Linked DNA regions of Mus musculus: region 1 is linked to region 2. The links are chromatin contacts, called in public HiChIP or PLAC-seq maps. All regions are on one chromosome and are shown on one strand. The core of a region is the stretch at or near the end of the contact, and the rest is flanking DNA. Distances in the headings are between cores, read along the strand shown. Region 1 overlaps Psmb7 (proteasome (prosome, macropain) subunit, beta type 7). Region 2 overlaps Dennd1a (DENN/MADD domain containing 1A).

Region 1 (3,686 bases), core at 53-2,552, 700 kb before region 2:
GTCAAGGACTGGGAGCACCTTGAGTGCAAGAGATGACAGGAGAAACTCTGTTCTTCAGCTTCCAGCTCTCAGTAGTACTTGTTTGTCAAGGCAGGAGGACCATGAGCTAAAGCTAAATCTGAGTCATCAAAAACCACCTGACGACCCAAAGGGACTTTCTTTCCTTTCTGTCTGGAAAGTTCAGAATGTACTTTTGAGACAACAGGAAGGCTGGCAGCACGCTTCTCTACAGTGCTAGAGACATGCCATTAAGTACTCTGGGGCAGAAGATGGGGCACAGGGCAAGCAAGTGCTCATTGAGAAGGAACAGTCCAGAAAAGCTGCTGTCAACCCAGCAGGGACTTTTAAGCACCCTGAGATGGGCCTCTGCTATCTATTGTAGGTCGTCTGAGCCTTGGGCTTGCCTTCATTGAGTTTCAGAGAAACAAGTAGCTAGCCAGCGAACGCTTATGTAAGAAACCTGATAGTGATTGTTATCCACGGATAGCTGGATGGGGGCTCTAGTGTTAATCATACTGTGGCTTTTCAGATCATTTTCCATTCAGTTTTAAGGAATGTGACTAAAGTACCTGGAAATATTATGTTAGTCCAAGAAGTGCAGACTTGGCCTTGGGGTGAGAAAGAATGAAGCTCTTGGACGGTTAACTTAGGGCACCTCTCCTTCTAGTCCCTTTCTCTATAAGAAGGAATGTTTTCATTTGACCCGGTGAGAAATTTCAACTCTTGAAGATTACAATTCATTAAAATGGGTAGAAGATTAATATTTAGTCTGTCAAGATCAATACTGTCCCCTCTTTGCACTAATTGTCAGAATACTGTGCGAAGGCCGCCGAAGGCTAGCGGTGTGCGGCAGGACCCTGACATCACAGGGAGTGGATTCAAAGGCAAACTGTCCTGCACCCTCTGGTATCGACTTGCAAATTAGCATCTGGAATCTAATTAAACAAGCTTAATGAAAGCAGCAGCTGAATGCTGCTGGAGAAGACAGTCGCCCCCCCCCCCCCCAATACGTATTCTGTGCCGTTGGAGCTGGTCACCAAACACATTGTGAGCACAGTTTAAAAATTAGCATTTATTTGAAGAATAGAAACTGTTTTCATTCTGTTATGCGTTTGGCATGCTCTGACGTCCCATGAGAGCCATGCCACAGCAGATAGTGCACAATATTTATAAATCTATGACAGGCAATAATAGCAACTTGAAAAATTCTTTTGCTAGAATCTCAAGTTGAGAGCTGCCAAAAGCTGAGAGGATCAGATCTGCAGTGGCAGCTGCGTGCCCTACAGTTAGAATTCTAGACTTTGAAGATGCTCAACTTAAAGCAATGAAGACTGCAGGCTTAGCCAATTTTTGCAGGTTTCTAGAGCTCTGGCTCTCTGCCTTTTGAAGATGACTTGCTGAAGCTTCTACCACTGCCTGAGGCATGCTAACACCAGCGGGATCCTTCCCCCAGTCTTAGTGTGGCTTCAGTTTTAAGTAGCACGTGCTTTGTCAGTGCCCACTGTGATGGCCCTTTCTCTGGTTGCAGGAGCGAGTGATGAGCTCTTACCCTGTCCCCTTCAGAGGGAAAGTAGGAAGATAGATGGTGATGCATACAAGTGCCACTTCAGCCAGCTGATTTATGGAGTCATATTTCATTTCTCGACCAGTGCTGGCCTCTAGAGAAGCCCTTGCAGATTGCTAAAGATGTGAGCAGCTATCGCCCTAAAGGCTTGTGGTTATCTCACAAACGTGATGCCAAACACCTAGCTCCTGAAGAAACAGGATTAATCTGTCATTGTGGGCAGCTATAGATCCATTTAAATAATGGAAGACTTGATATCAATATGCTGCTCTGACAGCAAATCTTAGAAGTGATTGTGTGTGTGTGTGTGTGTGTGTGTGTGTGTGTATGTGTGTGAGTGTGTGTGTGTGTGTGTGAGTGTGTGTGTGTGTGTGTGTGTGTGAGTGTGTGTGTGTGTGTGTGTGTGTGAGTGTGTGTGTGTGTAACAGAAGCAAAGCTGCAGACTTCATATCTTCTGTGCAGAGGGACAGTAGTGGCAGAAATCTGCATTATTTAATTCAAAAAAATCTGTTGCGTTTATCATTAGGATGGTCCCAGAGGGAAATGAACATAAGTTCAGTATGGTTGTGGCTTAGGTGCTGGAGGACTAGACTAGGCTGTTGGTCTGTTTTTACTGCACTTACATCATGGCTCCCAATGCATGTCTGCAAGCTAAGTTTCAGAGACCTACCGGTAGTTCGCTGAGAGGATTAGATGTAGGCAATAAAACGCCTTCTATGACAGTGTATACAAAATTGGCTTTCTAAAACATGGTGAATGTCTTCTGGTTAGTAGTAGGTTGAAAATGTCACATAGCAGCCACTAAGAGGATCTCACACTAGACAGTAGTTTATGGTGTAGAGAGGTAAGAGCCTTCCTTCCCATATGAAAGCTCACAGAGAGTCCTGTGTGGTAGACCTGAGTATAGCACAAGTCTGTCATGGAAGTGTTGCTTTTGGGGGAGGATAGTGAATGAGGTGGCTGTAGTTTGAGCCGTTTACTGGAGGTCAGTGTTTTGTAATCTACCCTGTGAGGGAAGGAAAACCAGCTGTAAGAAAATCAGTAACCTGTGTGAGGTTACACACATGGCTACAGCAATGAGGTCAGAATATGAACTTTTACCAGTCTGACTTTGGAGTTGTTTTGCTGGAATCAACTACTGTGTTGTTCTGTCTCTTGGCTCAGTGTGTAATTCTCTGACAAAAGAGTGGAAGATGTGTTACTCCTGGGCCAGTTCAGAGTGTTCCTTTCCACTGGCTAGGTCTTGTGAAGACAGCAGAAAGCCAGGCATATGTCAGAGGGGGGCACACAAACATCAACCTACTTGTCTGGTGAGCTCAGCCACACAGGAGGGAGCCCATAGCAGGAGGGGCAGGGGAAAGAGGGGGAAATACATTTGGCTATTTGTTTTTGTTTTTGGTTTTGGTTTATTTTTTTGAGACTCGGTTTCTCTGTGAAGAAACCTTGACTGTCCTGGAATTCACTCTGTAGACCAGGCTGGCCTCAAACTCAGAAATCCGCCTGCCTCTGCCTCCTGAGTGCTGGGATTAAAGGCTTGTGCCACCTCTGCCCTGCTTCTTTTCTTAGATTGTAAAACTTTTTGGTTTTCTTTTCCTTGTTTTCATCCTTCTGTGGGCTTCTCCCCTGAGTTTTCTGATGATGTTTGTTTACACCAGAGTTGTTTTCTCTAGATGGCTGATGCACAGATGACATCATTCACCTCAGATTTAGTGATGAGACTAAGAGCTCTTTAAATGCTGGTGAGTGGCATTTGTCCATTTGAGGCAAGTCACAAATAACTGGAACAGGAAAAAAAATAAGCAAAGCAAGGCTATTGCATTTGAATAATGAGGTGCTCGCTCTTCCCCAACTGCCAAAACTTTTTCATCTTCGTCAACAATTGTTCTGTCCGCCATCCTATTTAGGTCGCATCTGTGGACTCTGAGCTCAGGACCCTGACAAGCAGCATATGAATTCTGTATTCATTAGTGATCTTGATCCTAATGCCTCTGTCCCTGCCACAGGGGCTCAGGTGTGGAAGCTGCTGGTTCATTCTCCCAGCTGACACCAAGAGGTTTAATGACTCTATAGGAAGGTGACCACTGACTGGGAAGTTTGCTGGCAGAATCCACACCACAGAGAG
Region 2 (3,593 bases), core at 436-2,935:
GTTTGATCTGTCAAGCAGTGTATTGTGAGCATGTGATTGGTGGCCTCCAAACAGTTGAAGACAGGGTGCATCTAGCCTGTATTTTCCACTACTTATTGCCTTACACCTCAGTGCCTTTGCTTGTTTGTATTCGCTGTGGACCTTCAACCTTTATGTCTAGGTGCATACTGACTTTATCCCCACAGCAAGCCAGGCCATCAAGCCCACAGGCAAAACTGAAACAGATTTGGACTCCTTTCTTTGTGTTTCAAGCATATTTTTGAGGGGTTTGTCTATTTATCCAAATACCATTTTTGAATGCCTACTATGTGTAGCTATGTCAGAGGCCCCATGACAAGGTTGACATGAGCAGCCTTCTTCAGACAGACACCAGTCAGTCAGTGCCAAGGCAGCCCATTATGGTTGCGTGACTCCACCCACATAATGCCTGTGGATCCTTCATTCTCCTTTTCCCTCACTGCATCTTCTAGTCCCCACCTTTATCTTGCTGCTTCTTCAAGAACAAAGAGCTGACTGAATGAAGAGTTTCCTCATTCATGGAGTCTCATGACTTAACTGTGGTCACCTCAGAAGAGCTCAGACTTCTAGCCTGAGAGACCAGTCACTATTCACTATGATGTCAGTTATGTGGAGCACACCAGAATGGCCCCTGAACCTGTCTCACACACTGAGGGGACAAGGGGAACAGAGAGCCCTTTGCTCAGAGCGCTTCGGCAACAGCCACTCAGGTTTTCACTGGCCCTTTTTGTGGCTAATTTTATGATCACAAAGGGCCTCTTGGCTTCAAATGTCCTGTTCCAGGAATAAGCTATGTACCTAAACTGCAACCCTTCTGCCAGAAGCTACAACAGAGTAAACACTACAAGTGTGTTATCAGGGTGACTTGGATTCAGGCAAGTCACAGTTGTGTGAGGTTTGATTCCACATCTTAGTCCACCCATGAATAAGCACTGCCTTCTATGGTCTTGAGAGGTGCTCTTGACAGGATTGTAAAATGCTCCACAAAGCACAGGGCATGTTGCTGGAACTCAGTCTAAGCACTCAGTTCCTTGTGCTATCACTTGTATGGCTACAGAGCTAACAGATTACCCATCAGCTGATGGGAGGTGGTATCCTCCTCATGGACATCTTGCCTGTTTCCTCCACTGGATGATCTTTCTGAGGGGAAGAACTTCCTAGTCATCTGTGTCCCTAGCACACAACTGGGCTTGTGAGATGCTGGTTTAAGGCTCAACTAAAGCTGACCCTCTCAAGCAACTGTGCTGTGACTCCATCTCTCTAGCCTTCAGGGATGGTATCCAGGACTTTGATTGTCCCCAGTGCAGATACAGTTACACACAGTAATGCCAGCTGGTGGAATCATTAAATGATATTTTCACCAGCCCAGGGCCCAGGACATAGTAGGAGCTCATTAAAAGGCTGCTATCATCGTTAATACCTAAAATAAAATAAAAGCAAGAAGGCAAAAATGAGGATGGGCATTGGTCACCCACTTTGGTATAAAGTGTGGACATTGATTGGAAGGCCATTTCAGAGAAGCAAAATGGCCCTTTATTCGTTTTGGGGAAGGGAGGAGGGTTAACGAGAGAGTCTTTTTCAAGTGTTTGCTCCATCTTGCTGCCACTTTACTATGTGTGGCTGCTGTTGCCATGGCAATTCTTTAAGCAATTGAATAGAGCAGCACTGAGTTGTTGCAAACTGGCTCTAATTGCTCCCATGCACCAGGCCTGCCCACATGACACGCTCCACACAGCACTCCCTCTTTCTCATGCGTATTTTCATAAATCTCTGGGCATTGTGCAGCTCCCTTGCCCTTGTGACATTGCCATCCTTGGGCAGAGGGCACAAGAAGCAAGTCTGAGTGGGAGAGAGGGCACCACCAATTTTCCCTGTGTGAGAAGCCTTGCAGACCCCAGGTTTAAGGGGATAGCAGGATGTGGGCTCAGCAGGGCCTTGAAACCAAATAAAACACTCATGGGATAGGTTTATTATATGTATTTGCCATTGTTGGATAATTTAGTCATCTTTTTAAATCCAGCTGTACCATTCCTGTGGCCTCCTGCCATGAGGACCCTGTGAATTGTGTAGTAAGAACTTCTGGCTTTACCCTCAGCAGGACTGGGGAGAACCAGCTTGGGGGAGGGGACGCTGGTGGTTTCGGTACCTTCTAGCGTGTCAGGCAGTGAGCTGGGTATTTCCCATGGATCACTTAGTTCACCAGGACATTGTTCATGGGGTGAAGATAAGGGAGCCAGTATTTCAGAACCATGACTAGTGAGGAAACAGAAGCACAGATATTTATTGTGAACCTTTGTAGCCTGGGCATGTATGACTTAACTAGGCACTAACCTGATTGATCCTAAGCCTGTGCCCTTTCTACTGACACACTGTCTCCCAGTAAAGAGATCAGGCTTAGGTGGCCTGTTTCTGTTTATTTCTTTTGTTTTTGTTTGAGATAAGATCTCAATACTGGGGGGCTGGTGAGATGGCTCAACAGGTAAAAGCACCCGACTGCTCTTCCGAAGGTCCTGAGTTCAAATCTCAGCAACCACATGGTGGCTCACAACCATCCATAACGAAATCTGACTCCCTCTTCTGGTGTGTCTGAAGACAACTACAGTGTACTTACATATAATAAATAAATAAATCTTAAAAAAAAAAATCTCAGTACTATAGTCAGGTTGACTTCAAACTGTGATTTCCCTGCCTCAGTCCCCACAAGAGCCAAGGAACCCTATTGAAGGAAAATTTTAAGCACCAAAGTGTCAATGTGGCCCTCTCTTGATCTTTTTTTTTTTAAAGTAGATTTTTATTCTAGCTCATAATGATTATAGTGTGGGTATCAGAGCCAAGTTAGACACTAAAGCCCTTTTACCACAAGGCTGCCTTCCATGAGTTTACTTGAAAGTGAATATTCCATATGCATTTGAAAACTTGCCTGTCAGTGTTCCAGGAAGCGTGGTAGCCAGTGTAAGCTTTTCTTCCTATTCCTGGGGTATTTGTAAAGTTAATTTGAACCTACAGTGTGCTTCCCCCAAAGCTCAGGGTGGCATGTAGGCAGTAGGGCCTATATCTCTTTTAGCCATTCCAGGGGATAGGGAAGGCTTGACCTACATTAGGGCAGGAGAATCATATTGAATTTTTTTCTTTATTTTCTGCTTTTTTAAAAAATGTTTGTATAATAAAGGGTGGAAGGTGAACAAACTGGCCTGTTCTCATCGAGATAAGAACACTAGCAACAAGGTCCTTTCTTTAATTCTTAATAGTACACTTTAACCAGTCCGAGGCATTGATTCAAACTAGTTTTATTGAATGGAAGAGGGACAGAGAAATGTACAGAGGTTTCTGTTGCATTGCTGTGAGCAGTCTTGACACAGCCAGTGGTGGTCATCAAATCAGTTCTTGACTAATTGTCAACACCTTGCTGCTAACACCATGAGCCTAATTCTGCCCTCCGGTCTTCCAGTCCACCCTGTCAGCCATACTACCTGGACTCAAGGAGGCTGTGTCACAGACTTCAAAGCCCCACCCTTTCCAGTGGCAACATGACCTTGTTTTCCTAGCAGTTCTTTGGGTGGCTTCTCCTGTGCCAC

Evidence for each region. HiChIP or PLAC-seq counts read pairs in DNA pulled down with a chosen protein or histone mark.
Region 1: an H3K4me3 HiChIP or PLAC-seq map of embryonic basal ganglia shows a contact between it and region 2, with 8 times the contacts expected there. The contact joins two enhancer-like sites. A contact is called at or near these places in 2 of 484 Hi-C or Micro-C datasets (embryonic fibroblasts and nephron progenitors) and 2 of 115 datasets of contacts at active chromatin or transcription factors (SST interneurons and embryonic basal ganglia).

Annotation. Positions count from the first base shown.
Region 1 is chr2:38,606,822-38,610,507 of GRCm38.p6, reverse strand. The region is part of intron 6 of Psmb7 (proteasome (prosome, macropain) subunit, beta type 7); the gene reads left to right. Among named protein-coding and RNA genes, the nearest start is that of Psmb7, 35 kb to the left of the region's middle. Within about 2 kb of position 1,302, at least 36 of the 459 cell types and tissues checked have an H3K27ac peak or open chromatin away from gene starts, as enhancers often do. A contact at or near this core is called in embryonic basal ganglia, where this site is marked.
Region 2 is chr2:37,907,018-37,910,610 of GRCm38.p6, reverse strand. The region is part of intron 13 of Dennd1a (DENN/MADD domain containing 1A); the gene reads left to right. Among named protein-coding and RNA genes, the nearest start is that of Crb2, 130 kb to the right of the region's middle. Within about 2 kb of position 1,685, at least 47 of the 459 cell types and tissues checked have an H3K27ac peak or open chromatin away from gene starts, as enhancers often do. A contact at or near this core is called in embryonic basal ganglia, where this site is marked.